2 separate regions of the Sus scrofa genome follow, and region 2 is linked to region 1. Evidence: chromatin contacts called from public HiChIP or PLAC-seq data. All regions are on one chromosome and are shown on one strand. Each heading gives the region's core, a stretch centred on a gene start, on an enhancer-like site or on the middle of the called end of the contact. The rest is flanking DNA. Distances are from core to core; before and after follow the strand shown. Region 1 has its middle 22 kb from the start of BIRC3. Region 2 overlaps MMP20 (matrix metallopeptidase 20).

Region 1 (5,367 bases), core at 1,294-3,793:
TTTAAAATTTTGCTGGATATTCATTTCTGATTTCAGGCAACTAATTTAGTCTTTTTTTAAAAACAAAAAACAACCTTTTTGACTGTTGAGAGGAAACATATCAAATACATCATGTATTTTCTGATAATGTCTCTAATATTGTTTTTTTTATTATCTTAGAAAATATACACATACCTCAAGCAGACAGATTTTTTTGTTTTGCTTGGTCTCAACAAACTGCAACTGCCAAACACTGTGAAATTTGAGATGTGGTTTCTCCTAGTTTTTCTTTCCTTTATTGCTCTGGTTGCATGTAGGACAGGCTTCTGTATCTCGATTTGATTCTGCATCACTCATATGCCCCATACAATTTTTCTTTTCTTTTTTTCTTTTTTCTTTTTTGTCTTTTGCCATTTCTTGGGCCGCTCTCGTGGCATATGGAGGTTCCCAGGCTAGGGGTCGAATCAGAGCTGTACCACAGGCCTACACCAGAGCCACAGCAACGCAGGATCCAGCCGCGTCTGTGACCTACACCACAGCCCATGGCAACGCTGGATCCTTAACCCACTGAGCAAGGCTAGAGATAGAACCTGCAACCTCATGGTTCCTAGTCGGATTCGTTAACCACTGCGCCACGATGGGAACTCCCAATTTTTCTTTTAAAATTTTGTCTAATTTAATTTTTGAATTAAAACAATAATATCATTTTTATGTTTTAATTAAACTAGTAAGTATTTCCATTCGAATACCAGTTACAATTTATGTAGGTATCATAGTAACTTGGGCTGCCTGCATAAACATCTAAATAATTGAGTTACAATGTTACATCAATGTATAGGAAAATCACTTTGTTGACAACAACTAGATTGGCCATGCGCTTATGTGTAACACTAGAAAAGACACAGGCCAAGGATGCATGCTACCTACATCACACCTTAAGTGATTCAATGGTTAAAGTGAAACATAGTTCTCTCAGGACATTGGGGTTGTATTTAATGAAGAAAAAAAAATGACATTGGTTCAATTTTTAAATTTCAAAATCAATTAGTTTAAATTAAACTGAAAGTAACAATTCTGTTCCTCAGTGGTGCTAGCCCATTTCAAATTTTCAGGAGACCACGTGGTTAGCAGCCACTGAATTTGATCCAATAGCCTTACATGTACTTACTTGGTCCTGGCTTGCTTTCTTCTTTTTTTAAATTTTTTTTCTTTCATTTATTTATTTATTTGCTTTTTAGGGCTGCATTCGTGGCATATGGACGTTCCCAGTCTAGGGGTCGAATGGGAGCTACAGCCGCTGGCCTACATCACAGCCAGAACATGCAGGCTGTTCCTCACAGTCCATAGTTGGCTTTGTTTCCGCTGCTCCATGATGGGAAATCCTCATTATCTTGACCTCTGTTATTTTCTTACTAATGTTTACCCCATCTATTCCCACCCCCCTGCAGGGGATTCAGGCTTGACTGGGAGAAACACTAACCAGGTAGCCGTTTCCAGAGGATGGGACCAAAAAACTGAAGTGAAAGCTTGATAGTCTGATTTAGTTGAAAGCAATGAGGGATAATGAGATGAGACCAAACTTATGTCGGTCAGGAAAGATAGAATCTAATGCGTAGCAAATAGAAGGTCAAAATTGGGTTTCAAAAGAAAGCCAGGACCAGAGTTCCCATTGTGACACAGCAGAAATGAATCTGACTAGGAACCATGAGGTTGCGGGTTCAATCCCTGTGCTCATCAGTGGGTTAAGGATCTGGTGTTGCGGTGAACTGTGGTGTAGATCGAAGACGTGGCTTGAATCCAGCATTGCTGGGGCCGTGGTGTAGACTGGCAGCTGTAGCTCCAATTAGACCCCTAACCTCCATAAGCCACCGGTGCAGTCCTAAAAGGACAAAAGACAAAAAAAAAAAAAAAAAAAAAAAAAGATAATGAGGGGAGAGGTGGAGAGAGGGATAAATTAGGAGTTTGGGATTAATATATACACACTACTATATGTAAAATGATCAACAAGGACCTACTGTATACAGGGAACACTACTCAATATTCTGTGATAACCTACATGTGGAAAAAATCAGAAAAAGAATTGATAGAGGTGTATGTATAACTTAATCACTTTGCTGTATACCTGAAATCCTTAAATAACACAACATTGTAAATTAATTATACTCCAACATAAAATAAAAATTAAAAAATATAGGGAGGGAGTTATAAAAAGCAGTAACAACTCTAAATTATTCTTGTTTCCTGTCTTGGACAAATGACTTCAAAAAAATGTGCAGAACATATTTCTTAACCATTACTTACATAATAATTTTTGAAAATCACACAAAATAGTGTAGGAACTGGAAATGAGCTAACGTTCTAATTTTCATAAAATGGAAGAAAGGAACTTCTGCAGAAAATTTGGGGGAAATAAATGCAAAAATCGTCTTAAGCGAGATTCTACTATGAATTAGTCAAACAGTAGTGTGTAAGCTTTTACAAAATGAAGAAGTGATCACCATGAGAGTTTGCAATCACAAGGAAAGATCTGGGTCCGACACACCCACTTCCTGTTTTGATAAGCTTAGGAGACTGGTGGTAATACTGCAGATGTCTGAATTTCATCAAAGCCCTTGGCAACGCCTCTCACCATATCTTTGCAGCAAAATGAACAGGAACTGGCTGGATGATGGCATAAGTGGTGTTAGTTTGCATCTAATGTACAATCCAACCTGATTATTGCCAAACAATTTTTTTTCTCCCTGCAGATTTTGATGATGTCTTGGGATCTGATCTCAAATTTGTCCTTTGCAATATTTTAGTGACTATAATGAATAGATTGCATGAAGATACTTCTCATCATGAAGAGACTGCTCATCACTTCATACTGCAGTAAAATCTAGGATTGATAGCCAGTAAAATGGATAATAGTCTTAGAACTTAAGATCTCAACAGGTGAGATCTGTGCTATAGCCAACCTCCACCCCCCGCATAAAATAGCTCAAAAAAAAAATATTGCAGAGATGTGATCTGTAATGTAACCTGTGTTAACTTGGCCATTCCAGCATGGGATTGGGATATGAAGAGTGTGAATAGGTTTTGGAAAGTGGGACATGATGACAGCAGCCTCCAGTTTCTATAATTACTGGAATTCTTGGCCCATGCAAATCCCTTCCCCTGGGCAGCTTCTGGGTGGCTTGTCTTTCTCCCAGTGGTCAGTAAAGGTCTCCTCAGTCACTGGCACTGATCTGGCATTGTGGCCTTGTGGCCTCAGCCTTGCTGGTGGGTGCAGGTCGCTGCTGCACTGCCACTCCTGCCAGGGCACTGTCCCGGCAGCTTCTGTGAATCCTCATGCATAGAACAGTGCCTGGCACATAGTACATACTTAATAAGTATTTATTAGATGAATGAATGCATGAATGAACTGTTAATTTAATATGAAAAACTTCCTGGAGTTCCTGAAGTGGCTCAGAGGAAGCGAATCTGACTAGTATCCATGAGGACACAGGTTCGATCCCTGGCCTCCATATGCTGCAAGCTCGGCCCTAAAAAAACCCCCCAAAACCAAAACAAAACAGGAGTTCCTGTTGCAGTGCAGTGGAAACGAATCTGACTAGCAACCATGAGGACATAAGTTCATTCCCTGGCCTCGCTCAGTGGGTTAAGAATCCTGTGCTGCCATGAGCTGTGGGGTAGGTCACAGACTCAGCTCAGATCTCATGTTACTGTGGCAGCTGTAGTTCCAATTGGACCCCTAGCCTGGCAACCTCCATATGCTGCGGGTGTGGCCCTAAAAAGACAAAAGAAACAAACAAGCAAAACAAAAACCTTCCTAACCACAGACATTTTTCAAAAGAAGGACTTTCTACCCCCCAAAGCACTGAGTTTCCTATGACTTGAGATATCCACTTGTCAGGGATATTGATTGGGTAATACATTCAACTACTAATTGGAAGCAGGGAGGAAACCAGAAGAGTCTATATTTGCATGAAATGTGACCATTACAGGATTTCAGATATAGTTGTAGTTAGATTTTTCATAAGCACAACTGATTTCTCTCTCCATTCCCCAATTCTCCTCCCATTTGTGAATTTCCCTCCCTCTCTTGCTCTCACTTGCATGCACAGGCGCGCACACACACACACACACACACACACACACACACAACCCCTTTATGTAATCTGAATGCTGCTACCTGGAGCCCTCCCTCCCTTGTCCCTTGAGATTTAGATGGTCTTGAGCCCAAGTTTCATGGCCTAGGGGTGTCCAAGTTTTCTGCGAATTTCTGGAAATACATGTGGTCTCATGATCCCCTATGCTCCTGGAATCCTGCATCTGCACAAGCTATCTCTGTCCAACCAGCAACCACAAAGATATGAAATCTATCCGTCTCATCGTTTCCCACCAACCGAAGCACACAGACTTTACAGAATCACTGGGGTCCATCCCATTACCAACTGCCCATAACAACTGAGACATTTCTGAGAAGTCCTTCCTTCAGTCCTCCAACCAGCCTCTTCCCTCCCCTCCCTTCTCTTCATCTAACCCACTCTCCCCTCTCTTTCCCTCCTCTCTTCTTCTGCCCTCAGCTTTCCCCTTTTCCCATCTTTCCCCTCGCACTGAAGAGCACACACTTCCTTTTCCCTGTAAAGCCCTCACCCAATCAACACCCAGCTCCATTCTATGGTACCTACCACTTACCCAAACATTTACCTAAGTGTCTTTGTTCCAAATGAAAGTGAGCCCTTATCTACCAAGAGTTGTGGTGCAAAGTGTCGCTAGGATCAAGAATTTTAAATTGCTTTTGTTGCACCTGCAATATAGTTTGAACTCCTTACTCTATGCTAGACTTAGTAACATTTAAGTTTTACCCTTTAGGATAAATTGACACTAAAAAACCTAATGCTGGAGTTAATCCATAAATGGTAAATGAATTCTTGTTTAGGATAGCCAGAAAAGCAGACATTAAAAAGATGTGACTATGGGAGATCCTGTCATGGCTCAGTGGTTAACGAATCCGACTATGAACCACGAGGTTGCAGGTTCGATCCCTGGCCTTGCTCAGTGGGTTAAGGATCTGGCATTGCCATGAGCTGTGGTGTAAGCTGCAGATGCAGCTCGAATCCAGCGTTGCTGTGGCTCTGGGCTAGGCTGGCAGCTATAGCTCCCCTAGCCTGGGAACCTCCACATGCCGAGGGAGCAGCCCAAGGGATAGCAAGAAGACCAAAAAAAAAAAGAAAAAAAAAAGATGGGACTATGTAACATTCTGGGTAAATGGGAACCGACTTACTGTTCTTACAGATGGGAATAAATTATGTTCCCTCCTCCCCAATGTGCATTATCTTTTTTAAAAAGTTCATTATCTTTTCTGATTATAACATTAACATATACATGCTCATAAAATCATAA
Region 2 (5,367 bases), core at 1,562-4,061, 280 kb before region 1:
GTCCTTGATATCTACACGTGTTTGGGGTGCATTGTGTGTGTGTGAGAGAGAGAATTTCTCTCATTCCTATAACTATGATAAGGAAACCGGAGCTCAGAGTTGGAGCACTTTTTGCGGATCACAGAGTCAGCAGGTAACAGTCAAAATGCAAACCTAGAGCTATCTCACTATACACATTGTGCTCCCTGCTCTATAACAGAAATCTTCAAACACCTGTCCAGAAACTAAGAGCTAGATCTTCACAAAAAAGATCACAGAAAAATAAAAATAGCACAATATTATAAATATAGGGGGTGTGGTCTGGATCAGTATTATTGGCTAGAATCATCTTTTATTCTGAGATTATATCCTTTCTGCCTTTTTTTGGTGTTAAAATTACTCTTCTTTGTGGCATAATAATGAAAATAGTTGGTATTTTTATTTTGATAGTTTGATGGTAATATTCTTACCTGGTAAAATGAAAAGTAGGTAACCCTATGCCCATCTATAAGTGTCTATAGAAAAGGTCCAAATGAAAAATACAGTTATCAGCTAACCTTAATTAGCTAAGATGGTGATTTATGTGTCAGATGATACTTCAAAATAGATTTTATTGAGAGTAATACTCTCACAAAAGCAGTTATAGAGCAAAATGTGAGAGAGCAGAGAGGGGGCTAGCAGAAAGGGAGAATAATCACTAAATATATAAATGGGAGAAGGGATGGAAAAAAACAATGATTTCACAGTTTTGCCAAAATTTTTGCCTAGGTTTTTAATAACGTGCTTGAAAATTAAAATTCTTAGCTGGACATTCCTTCTCTAAAATTTCTTCTGAAATTTTATTACATATAATATTATTACCTCCATTACCTCTGAACAGATATATAAGATTTTAGATGTCACCACGACCCACTTTAGCAAACTAAGCAGTCAGATGAAAAGAGAAAGATCTCTTTTTCAGATCTTTTTATTGGATTAATAATCATCATTTTCTCTTTAAAACTTATTCCTATTCCTGTATTATTTAAATGGTTTTTCTATTCTCAAAAAAAAAAAAAAAAAAAAAAAAAACTTTACTTTCTCCTTTCATACTTTCCAGATTTCTCCATCCAGTTTAAGAATAATACAAGCAGGTCCCAACTTGTAACACAGCTATTCTTTGTCAGTCGACTTGTTTGGAACTAAGAACACATTTTGCCATAAAATAATATAAATGTGATCAAGTACTAAAAAATCACTCATAAATGCCTATTTAAGACACGCAAAGGGAAGGCATGGCTCTAACTATAATAGCTCAGTTTTGAATCCTCTATTCCGAGCAGACAGAAAGAATAAAGACATGAAAGTCATTTCACCACTTTCCCTGAGTATAGGGGTCAACATTAAGCAAATAATTCGAAAATAAGTAATGTTCTTGGGCATCTCCCATCGCCACCACATTTCCCTCTATATCTACAGATATGCCAAATGCTTCTTGGTCACTCTGTTCTTCCTTTTGCATCCTACCCCCCAAATATTTCAAGTTTAGAATTATCTTCCTCACTCCCTCCAGTCAAAGCATCATTTCCTCAATACAACTATCACAGGGAAGTGAGAGAAGAAAACCTAACACACAAAGATAAATATGTGAACAATCTGTACTTCACTTCCCATTTTTTTTTTTTTTGGTCGTCTTTTTAGGGCCGCACCCGCGGCATATGGAGGTTCCCAGGCTAGGGGTCGAATCAGAGCTGTAGCCGCCGGCCTACACCACAGCCATAGCCACAACCACGCCAGATCCAAGCCACATCTGCAACCTACACCACTGCTCATGGCAAGGCCGCATCCTTCACCCACTGAGCGAGGCCAGGGATCAAACCCACAACCTCATCATTCCTAGTCTGGATGCATTTCCACTGTGCTATGGCAGGAACTCCCACTTCCCATTTTTAACAAAGGACACTAGATTTCAGACATTAGAACAAAATAAACAGAAGAAATCCAAGCCATAGGAGAGGGAATATGTATGGCTGTTCTTTTTCTCCAGTCTTTCCCTAAATCCAGTCCTGCCACTGGGCAGCCACTCTTCCTAATAGTGTATAGGTGCCCTGTCTCCACACTCAGTGTTAGCCTATGTTTTTTCTTTTTTTGGACACACCCACAGCATGCGGAAGCTCCTGGGCCAAGGATCAAACCATGCCACAGCAGTGACCCAATCTGCTTCAGTGACAACACTGGATCCTTAACCTGATGCACCACAAGAGAACTCCAAATTATTAGTATTATTATTTGGCCATGCTAGCAGCATATAGAGGTTCTCAGGCCAGGGACTGAACTGCAACATAGCAACAACAACCCTGGACCCTTAATCCACTGAGCCACCAGGAAACTCCTGTAAGGGCACTTCTGATGTTGACAAAACACAGTACATGGCTTCCATTTTTATTTGTACTTAATATAACTTATATAGCTTGGTTTTTTCCCCCTGGGCTATTGGAAGGCTCTAATGGTTCCCCTGGAAAGGGAATTCGGACTTCCAGGAACTGGTTTCCTACCCTCAACACCCCATAAAGCAGCTCAACCCACTAGTCAGTTTCAGCCTGAATACTTCTTTCCCCATGTTCGATCCTGCTTAATATCGTGAGAGATCTGTCCCCCGGTCTGTGTAGTCATAGCCACATGAGAGGCACATTTCAGAAGAAGGTGGGTGTGATCTGATACCACAGGAAACTCCCAGTAGCCCAGGAACCAGAAGAAATAGTCTGACCTTTTGGTGGGAAAGGAGTGGGGTGAGCACCTTGGGAATGCCCCCATTGGGAGCTCTGTGCTGATGATAAAGGGACTTTCTCACACTTTAAATGAAAGCTTCTTGAAGGAGTGAGTCTGCTCTGCCTACATGCTGAACTCACACAAGTCATGCTGATTCATACAAGTCACAGTCTTTTTCACAAAGGGTAACTTAGATCACAAAGAGATGTCTTAACCAATCCTTAGAGTTATCACTGTATGATATTTGTGGATTCAGAAAAAGAAATCTAATCTACTTTTCAGTTAGTCGTATAATCTTTCTAGGAAACAAAAGCAATTTAATTTAATTAAAAAGATTTAAAAGGCAGAGTTTCAGTTATTCTAGATTTTCTTGCTTCTTGTTTTTAATCTACTGACTATTCACACATTTGCATTGTTTGTTCAATCCCTCCTCTGAAGGTACATAGCAGGAAGCTCATTAATAAAAGCCTCTATAAAGGGCTTTCAACTGTTTGGTGAGCCGAGAAAATCATACATGGAGAGAGAAATTAAAACAGTAAATAAATCATTAAAAATATAGGTAATTTAATTACCTATATGTAATTAAAATATAGGTAATTTAAAATATAGGTAATATAATTTTTAATTACAGAAATATGACCCTATAATATTTAACTCATTCTAAACAATGTACCTGGTGGTTTTTTAAGAGAATATTTAGAGCAATGACTCCCAACCTAGCAGTCCCAGAACCTCTGGAACCTGGGAGAGTTATGTCAGAATATGTGTGTGTTTGTGTGTGAGAGAGAGACAAAGATAGACAGGAAAACAGATTTAAAATAAATCAAAATAAATCAGGAGCTCCCACTGTGGCTCAGTAGGGTAAGAACCTAACACGGTGTCCATGAGGATGAGGGTTGGATCCCCGCCTCGCTCAATGGGTTAAGGATCCAGTGTTGCCACAAGCTATGGCATAGGTCACAGATACAACTCAGATCCGGTATTGCTGTTGCTGTGGCTGTGGTGTAGGCCAGCAGCTGCAGGTCCAATTCAACCCTTAGCCCAGGAATTTCCATATGCTGCAGGTGTGGATGTAAAAAGAAAAAAAATTTAAAAATAGAGTAAATCAAAAGTCAGCCCTGGCTAAATATACCTGAATAGCACATTGTCCTCTACAAGCAATAAAAATCTCTTATTAATATTATTTGAAATAATACTTCTTCCAGCTATGATGAACGAAAAAGGAAAATGGATAAAGACTATCCAAAGAATACTGAAGAAGAATTTTCAGGAGTTAATGGCCAAATAGATGCTGCCGTGGAATTAAACGGTGAGTGTTTCTACTGAAAAGTTTCTTTGTTGAAATTGTAACAAGAAATCTGGGGTCTGCTTTAACATCACAGAAAACAGGTTCCCAAACAGGAATCCTTGGATTTTTGTTGTTGTTGTTTTGATTTGGTTTGGTTTTTGGCTCTGAGTCCCTTCTAAATTTAGCTAGCCAGATTAACCACCAGAAAGAGTATAAAGGGTATCATTATGGTTCTCTCTTTCCAGTCTATTAGTACCTTCTAGGTACCTTTTCCCACTCCATCACCCAACTTCTGAAATTTAACACATAGCTGGGAAAGTTAAATTGAATTGAACTGGGTTAAGTAAATTTAACTGAATCTTTTGAATCAGTCAGTCAGCATATTCTTCTTGAGTATGTGGCACAGAACTGGCCACTGTTCGGCAATGCAAAGACTGTTCCGGATATGGTCTCTGCTCTTGTGAAATGGTTACCATCTTCGGGAAATGCCTCTCCATCCAACACATATGAAATTACTGGGAAACATGACAGTCTATATAACTTAGTATTGAATTGTGTGATAGTCTTGACAATAATTCCAAGAAAAAGAAAAGATCAAAACAGGCATCAGTTGATGCAGATTTCACCGTGGAACCTCAGATGGTATTTTAAAAATGGCTAGAGGTTGACTAGGAAAAGGGAAAGGATTTCCTGGAGGGAAACACCCTGAGCAGAAGGACCAAGCATCCCCAGCAGGGGCAGTGAGAAAGATGAGAAATGATTGACATGTGAGGGGTGTCAGGTTCCAGGGCTCAGAGAGAGATATGCAGAGGGTTAGCTAACTGTCACCTGACTCATTCCCAATTCCCCTCTGAAGTCATTGTCAGTAACCACAACTTCGACTTTGTCTCTTTTAGGCTACATTTACTTCTTTTCAGGACCCAAAGCATACAAGTATGACACAGAAAAGGAAGATGTGGTTAGTGTGTTGAAATCTAATTCCTGGATTGGTTGCTAAATAGAAAAGTCTAGTCTTTCCAGAGAAATGAAGATGACTGCAAACAGCTGGTAATGGGATCTTAAGGACTAAAGCAGAACGCAGGTTAGGGATTCTTCCCCTGACCTTCAATTCTAAGGGTAATTTAGAATTCGAGGAAAATAATTATGCTTCTAAACTATTTCATACTTGTGGATTCAGAACTTTAATCCAAATGTAAAATTCCTGTATGGTCAACTGTACACAACATCAGAATTAGCACAATGCAATCTTCAGTTAGACAACCATTTTTTTTTCTTACCTAATATACTGAGGCAAATTGATAAGTTTGGTTTTTATTTCCAGGAAGAAACCCACTTGTGGATTCCCTGACATG

What was found. HiChIP or PLAC-seq counts read pairs in DNA pulled down with a chosen protein or histone mark.
Region 2: a contact with region 1 is called in an H3K27ac HiChIP or PLAC-seq map of alveolar macrophages. The contact joins two enhancer-like sites. A contact is called at or near these places in 1 of 47 Hi-C or Micro-C datasets (epiblast stem cells) and 1 of 2 datasets of contacts at active chromatin or transcription factors (alveolar macrophages).

Annotation. Positions count from the first base shown.
Region 1 is chr9:32,979,022-32,984,388 of Sscrofa11.1, reverse strand. No RefSeq gene overlaps it. Among named protein-coding and RNA genes, the nearest start is that of BIRC3, 22 kb to the left of the region's middle. Within about 2 kb of position 2,543, at least 12 of the 83 cell types and tissues checked have an H3K27ac peak or open chromatin away from gene starts, as enhancers often do. A contact at or near this core is called in alveolar macrophages, where this site is marked.
Region 2 is chr9:33,263,020-33,268,386 of Sscrofa11.1, reverse strand. It overlaps MMP20 (matrix metallopeptidase 20), which reads left to right. Exons shown (of 10, transcript NM_213905.1): 9 at 3,933-4,036; 10 at 4,912-5,367. The coding sequence ends at 5,012. Among named protein-coding and RNA genes, the nearest start is that of MMP7, 41 kb to the right of the region's middle. Within about 2 kb of position 2,811, at least 2 of the 83 cell types and tissues checked have an H3K27ac peak or open chromatin away from gene starts, as enhancers often do. A contact at or near this core is called in alveolar macrophages, where this site is marked.